Regions from separate parts of the Mus musculus genome. Here region 2 is linked to region 1. Evidence: chromatin contacts called from public HiChIP or PLAC-seq data. All regions are on one chromosome and are shown on one strand. The core of a region is the stretch at or near the end of the contact, and the rest is flanking DNA. Distances in the headings are between cores, read along the strand shown.

Evidence for each region. HiChIP or PLAC-seq counts read pairs in DNA pulled down with a chosen protein or histone mark.
Region 2: an H3K27ac HiChIP or PLAC-seq map of embryonic stem cells shows a contact between it and region 1, with 2.6 times the contacts expected there. The contact joins two enhancer-like sites. A contact is called at or near these places in 1 of 115 datasets of contacts at active chromatin or transcription factors (embryonic stem cells) and 1 of 9 other capture datasets (liver).

The regions. Positions count from the first base shown.
Region 1 is chr15:9,162,540-9,166,167 of GRCm38.p6, reverse strand. It overlaps Lmbrd2 (LMBR1 domain containing 2), which reads right to left. Exons shown (of 18, transcript NM_177178.3): 7 at 306-380. Among named protein-coding and RNA genes, the nearest start is that of Lmbrd2, 24 kb to the right of the region's middle. Within about 2 kb of position 1,732, at least 14 of the 459 cell types and tissues checked have an H3K27ac peak or open chromatin away from gene starts, as enhancers often do. A contact at or near this core is called in embryonic stem cells, where this site is marked.
Region 2 is chr15:10,684,509-10,688,295 of GRCm38.p6, reverse strand. The region is part of intron 2 of Rai14 (retinoic acid induced 14); the gene reads left to right. Among named protein-coding and RNA genes, the nearest start is that of Gm52214, 23 kb to the left of the region's middle. Within about 2 kb of position 2,490, at least 48 of the 459 cell types and tissues checked have an H3K27ac peak or open chromatin away from gene starts, as enhancers often do. A contact at or near this core is called in embryonic stem cells, where this site is marked.

The sequences.
Region 1 (3,628 bases), core at 483-2,982:
ATGGTTCTGTGAATATGTACCTACATCACTATGCCATGGCAATAATTGTAGGGCATTCTAATTATATTCAAATGTTTCACATTTCAAAGTAAAATGCTGCCAATAATTACTACTAAACTTAGAACAGAAAAAAAAATCTATATATAAACTACTCTTTTGTTTATGGTAAAGTTTACATGAAAATCCATCTGGAAAACCTTAACCATATATTCTTTAATCACACTTTCCTATGTGAAAAATTAATTTACAATAGTATATAAAAATGTACTTCACGAGAAAAAGCGGAAACAATATAACATGATTACCTTTTTAAGTATTGTGTCTACACACTTCCTCAGTGGGTGGTTGTACTTGATGCTCTCATTTACTTTACGAACCTCCTATAAAAACAGTAAAATAAAAATATTTAGATTTCTATAAATCATACATTTTAAATGAGAGTTCACACAAGTTCCAGATTTTAATTTCAGCTCAAATTATTTAGCATTATAAGTTTTTTTCATGGAATAAAATTTATTAAGAGCACTTATAAAATAAAGTATTCAAATAGCTGTATTTACATCCTTCACTGTTCTATGGATTTCTAAATGTCTCCCTCCATTGTTTGCTTATTTCATATATCACAATGGCTAGCATTATTTAACAGTTCAAAAGTTTATAATACATGTGTGTATGTAAAGCCCAGCCAATTCCATTTTTGAAGAAACTCCATTTAGTGCAAGACCAGGGGCTAAACTTCAATTCCAGGAAGAAAACCAGAGTCCTCCTGAGTAAGCCTCCTATGGCAACCCCCCATAGCAATAGCCAGTCAGGCTACAACAGCAGGGTCAAGGTTCATATAGATAACTTAAGACATCCAGAGAGAACAGATAACTTAGCCATTCTGCTTTTCAGGTGGTTTTGTCCACCTGTTCAGTTTCTGCAGATTATGCCAGAAATGTAGTTTTTAAAATATTAATTTGCTGACCCATATGGAAATTCCCCAAGCTTGCTGTAACTACAATAAATACTCTGCACCCCCAGACTCAAGGCTCTCACTCTGACCTACTGCAACAGGGATGATGAGAGAACTTGCTCTAGAGCTTGTAATAAAGACCCTTATGTGTTTACATTGAAGTCAGTCTCTCAGTGGTCTTTGAGGTTCCTGCAACTTGGACACAGCATGTATAAATAAACATATATAGTTTAAATTAAGTGCTCCCATCGGGGCTGACAAGTTTATTTCAAGAGCTAGCTAAATAACATCTAACAAAAACCTCAACACGGGTATGAGAAGTCCTTTTATTGAGTTGTTGGTCAGCGCTAGCCTACTGTTATTACTTTAAAATCTCTATTTCTGAAAACACTGTACATTTAAGGCATAGGGCCCAGAAACCCGTGAGCTAGAACTGATTTGAAAGCCTTATCCTTGAGGACTAGCTTTCATAGTACCAGAAGATGCCATGATATCTCCCAAAGGAGGGAAGTGATCAACTGTCCAACCCAGCTATGATGCTTATGAACATGACAATAACCATTTGCCTTTTACCCACAGACCAGTGTAGTTCCCACCCTCCTCAAAGAACCTTCTCTTCCCAATAGAAACCACAATGAATCAAATGCACAGTTTTAGAGCCCAGTCTGAAGTGATGCGTTTACAACACTATTCTCTCGGCTGAGGCTTAGGGATCACTGTGGGGATCACTGTGGGGATCACTGTGGGGTTAGGCGTCAGGGGCAAAGGACTGTAAGAGCCGGAGCCTCCCTGCCAGAGGATCAGTGAGTCGCTGTGAGACTGAGTCTCCTAGGCTTGTCACAAGCTACACCCACAAAGTCTCACTAAGGCTTCTGCATAAACATGAGCTGAACAAGGACAGCAGTAACAGGCATGCTGATATGGACGGGGAACACCCAAGAGGTCTTGACAAAGAACTGCAAGCAACTGAGGAATGCTGAGAGCGGGCCTTCCCAGGGAAGAAAGACTATACCAATGGGTTATCCAACACCTAAACACAAATAACATTATACAGACTGAGTGGCCTGTATTTAGAACATATATGTTTACACGCATACATACAGCAGATGTTCATAACAACAATTAACTAAAAAAAAAAAAAGAAGTCATGATTTGAAAGAGAGAAAGGGGAGTGGGAGTGACTGGAAATAAGAGAGAGATTAAATCTCAAAAAATAAAATAAAAAGAGTTCACAAAGGATCTGTCAAGGTTTATATTTCTTCTTTTCATATTACTTCCATTTTTATTTTGTTAGTAAATATTGTTGGGTTTTTTTAAATTTATTTTTTACACTCCATATTCTATTCCCCCAGCCCCCATCCACCCTCTGTCTGCTCCACATCCCACACCACCCCCAACCCCACCTGACCTCTAAACTCCCTGGGGCCTCCAGTCTCCTGAGGGTTAAGTACATCATCTCTGAATGAACACAGACCAGGAAGTCCTCTGCTGTACGTTTGTTGGGGGCCTCATATCAGCTGGTATATACTGCCTGTTTGGTAGTCCAGTGTTTGTAAGATCTCTGGGGGTCCCAATTAATTGAGAGCGCTGGTCCTCCTACAGGATCGCCCTCCTCCTCAGCTTCTTTCAGCCTTCCCTAATTCAACAACGGGGGTCAGCTGCTTCTGTCCATTGGTTGGGTGCAAATATCTGCATCTGACTCTTTCAGCTGCTTGTTGGGTCTTCTGGAGTGCTGTCATGCTAGATTCCTTTTTGTGAGCACCATAGCCTCAGTAATAGTGTCAGGCCACAGAACTCAAAAAGGTCAATAAACTGAAGTGCCCAAGTGAAACAAAGGTGTGGAGGGTCAACTCATGCAGTTTTGGAGGTGATCAAGGGTACGACCAGGATCTGGGACAGAAGCCATGCTTGCTTCATTCTGGCATTCTGCTCATGTCCTGAGAAGCTAGACAAGACTGAATTAAAAAGTAATGGACTACTCTAATTAATTAATTTATTTATTTACTGTAAACACAATATATGTGAACTTAGGCAAGACTGTGGTTTCATAAATAACTTCCTTTCACATGTGCATATAATGTGTTTGATCAAACCCATCCCTCTTTCACACTAATTCCTCCCTTATGCTTTCCACTTTTCCACCCAACTTCATCCGTTTTGGTTTTTTTAAACCCACTGAGTACACTTAGTGCTTCCTGTATGTATAGGGAAATAGGAGTATCTGTGGGAGTACTGTAACCTTTCAGGGACCATATATTTGAAGAAAACAGACTACCCTTATCCCTGCAGCCATGAATTATCAAAATAGCTCCTAGCTATGGGTGGGACTAGATGGCCCCTTTCCCATTCATGCTGGGATTCTGGCCCGTTTGATCTTTTACACATAATCATAGCTGCTGAGAATCCATGTGGACTAATTTCTTTGATGGTGGAAATTTCAAGACAGCATAGCATTCAAGTTATGTCATGGCAACGGCTCACTGCTTTTATTCAGTTCCACAGTGAGAGATTACAAAGAAATGGACTGGGTTTGGTAAAGAAAAGAATGCACACTATAAAGTTAGAGGAACTCGGAAAGAAGATCTGAAGACAAAAATCCCTCCACTGAAGATTCTGTGAAAATGCAAAATAATTTGAAATAGTCTGAATTATGAGTGCCACTAAAGGGGTTTC
Region 2 (3,787 bases), core at 1,241-3,740, 1.5 Mb before region 1:
TACGCCACCGGGCCCCTGAGGTGTCCTTGCCACCAGCCTCATGGGATAGGTCTCCCTGGTTTTTCAGATTAAAGAACTGAGGTCCCGGAGACGTGCAGCCATTTCTACGTTGTGGAACCAGTTTTTGCAGCGAGGTGTTGGAAGTCTAGGTTTCCTGAAGAAAGGGGCTTGGGATGGAGATTTTGGTTTATGAGATGGTAGTGACTCTGAACTGGGATTGAGGCTTGGTAGACATGCTGTTTATTGGAGGCCTGACACACATCTCCGGGGCCTGATGCTTAGATGCTAGTTGGTCTGTACTTCTTTATTCTGCTAAGGAACTTACAGATTATAAAGACGAAAGATGCAGGGAGCCTCTGAAGAAGGGACCTGGGAGAGGTCGCTTTTACGAGCATGCCTTTCACTTGTATTTGGTACCTGCCATATGTATCACTGGTTGCGTATTGACCAGAAAACAGGTTTACCAACGATGGTGTTCATTTAAATGAGCCCAACTGTAATCTTTACTGAAGCTTGCGTGCGTGTGGTGTCTGAGTGTCCTGCGGCCTCAGACGCCCCACGGTCCTGCTTGTCTTTGTGTGAAACAGAAAGGGAAGAAAGAGTTCATTGTGTTTCCAAGGGTAGGGAGCCCAGGATGGCAGATCAGGTTCAGGATTACATAAAGAGAAGACAGGTGACCCACTAATGTGATCGCGTTTCAGCCAGGCTGTGCTGTGCGTGGGAGGGCTGCAGCCAGGTCACCTTGTGGCTATTGAGAAGTCTCTGGAGTAAGCAAGGAGGGTGATGGTGCCCTCAAGGAGTTCTCCATGGGTGGCCTTCAGGCGGCTGTGCTACTCCAGGACCTTTGTGCAGGTGGAGGTTCAGTCAGGGTGGTGCTTTCTGGAAGCTGCTTCAGTTTGGGTCCCTGACTAGGGCAGGCTTATTTGTAAGCTCTGGGGATTCAGTATGACGCTGTAGGCTGTGGTTAGACAGACTCCTACCTATACTTGGGATGCTATACTCTATGGAGGCCAAGGCGGTGCTTTTGTAGTAGAAGCTATTTTTCAGTGTGTAGTAGTAACTTCATTTGGGACTTCCTTACACATGAGCAAGTCACTAGAGAGGCAGACACACAAGTAATGCAAACTGTAGAGGTTTTTTTTTTTTTACAGGGGGGAGGGTTGTTTGTTTTGTTTTTGTCTGAAAACAAGAGTGTGATGGTACAAACCTGGCCAACACAAGGAAAGTGGAAGCAAGAGGACTGGGAGTTGAAGGCCAGCCTTGGCTGTGATAAACCTAGGACTGGGGAGTTCAAGGCTAGCCTTGGCTATGCCGGGAATCTGTCTCCCACATCCCCAACCCCCACTCCAAGAAGCTGACGAGCCTAGGGAGGAAGAGAGTGGTCAACATGAGCCTCAAATACTCAGGACAAAGCAAACATAGAGCACGGATGCCAAATGGGCCTTCGAGGTGAGTCTAGCTGGCTCTGCCAGAAAACCAGGGCTAGCTGTGGGGACTGACTCTCAGGCTGGGAAGCCTGGTGGCAGATGCTCTGGGACACTGTGAGTCGGAGAGTTTTGGGAGCTCTGGAAAGGTGGCATTTCAACCAAGGGGATTGGCATGTGTGGAAATGATGAAGCTGGGGCTGTGGGGGAGCCGAGGCTCAGCATGTGGGATCTTAACATTTGCCCTTGACAGTAGACACAGTAAGGCTGGAGGAACCCGGACAAGCATCCCAACTTGGGGTGTGGCTATGAGGATGGGACATGGGATTGAAAGACCTTTGGAACAAGCCTTGAGAAGTGGCCGAGTGAGTTAGCCCTTACTCTGTGGGTGTGCGTTTGCTTTTGTGAAAGTTTTATTCCCAGGTATGTGTTCTGTTAGACTTAGGAACTCGCAGCGGACATAGCGTGGAGAAAAATCAGAGCAGCCAGTTTAAAGGGACTGCATTGGAAAAGACTAAGTAGATGGCATACCTTGATGTAGCAGCTCCCGGAGACTGCAGCCTTGAGCCAAGGAAATGCCCACACCCCCTGAATCTTGAGGAACCAGACATATCCTGCTCAGTCAGGATCCGAATCTGTTGCCTGTTGAGATAATGGTTCACATGAAGGTCGAAAACTGACATCGCTGCCAAGGTGTTTTTTTTTTTTTTTCCCAAGGAGTTTTTAGTCATTTATAATAAGTCCTTACAGATGCCTGAGTCATTCATTGTATGAACGTGTGCACACGCCGGGAGTATTTAAAACTGCACTCTGTAGCTATACAGGCCTTGGCCAGTCTCAAGCTAATCTCTTTGTAGACATGTAGCTTTAAAAGGTATGAGAGAAGAGACCGTTGGGTGGAGACAGGAGACCCGAGAGGACTTGGGTAGGCTCTTCTCAGGCTGCATACTTTCCAGGTCTTGTCAGCCCTTTTGAAACAGAGAATCGGCTTGCTGCCTGATCTCACCTTGTGTTAATTGGCCAGGTGCCATAACAAGGCGCTACAAGCTGGGTGGCCTAAACAACAGGAATTTATTGTCTCTTGGGTCCAGAGGCTGGAACTGTGGTAGGGCTGGTGTGCAGAGGCCTGTGTGGGAGAGCCTGTTGCATGCCTCTCCAGGATTCTAGGTGTTTACTGGGAACTTGGGCTTGTGGCCATGTTACCCCAATTCTAGACTTCGTCTTTGCTTTATTTTCTCTCTGTGTGCATGTATGTGTCCACATTCCTAGGTTTTATAAGGATACATATTAGATTAGGGCCAGTTGTATTGGATTAGGGCCAATTCCATTGACCTCATTTTAAACTACAATAACATGTAGGCTTTCTTTTCCTTCTTTTTTTCCTTAAATCTACCTCTTAATCTAAGTAAGATAACATTGTGATGTGGAGGTTTTAGCACGTCTACATAAATATTCTGGACATTACACCATTCAACCTGTAATGCATTTCTGTTCTAGAATAGGTTTTCTAAGCTCCTGCCTTTTCCCACTGAGTACATGCAGTTAAGAGGCCTCATCCCTTCATCTTGTGGATGACGCTCAGTGTCTCAGAAGGAGGGAAGGGCATGACAGTATTCCCGTGAGTGTTCCAGCCTAATGCACAGAAATGAGAGTAAATATTTCTTTTAAAATGTTATGTGTGTGTGTGTGTGTGTGTGTGTGTGTGTGTGTGTGTGTGTGTGTGTGAATAGAGAGTTGGATGCCTTAGGGCTGGAGTGTGGTTGTAAGCAACCTGATGTCTGCGCTGGGAATTGAACTTGGATCCCACAGAAAGCATTCTTTACCTTCCTTTGAGCCCTCACTGCTGCCCCCACATTTAAAAAAATTTTATCCTCCGTGTGTGTGTGTGTGTGTGTGTGTATGTGTGTGTGTGTGTGTGTGTGTGTGTGTACGTACATACATGCTCACACCCACACATGTGAAGACTAGGACATTAAGTGTCTACACCTTATTTATTCATTTTTGAGACAGGGTTTCCCACTAAACCCAGAGTGTGCCTGATTGATGAGGTTGATTGACCAGCGAGCTCCCAAACTCCTCCTGTGTTCCCCATATTCCCGTGCTGGGGTTATTCATGCATAATGCTGTGTCTGGATTTTACGTGGTGCTAGGGATGCAAACACATGTCCTCAAGGCTGTGCAGCAGGCACTTTCTCATGAGGGTATTTCCCAGACCTGGGGTGACAGCTCCTCATGACAACAAGGAGAAACATTGTTGTGCTGTTACAAGCTCACCACCTGCACAAGACACAGTGCCAAGTTTGCATACTCCTTGTCATTTATGTTCAGACCCTGTCAGGTAATGAACATCTAATGATAGCGTT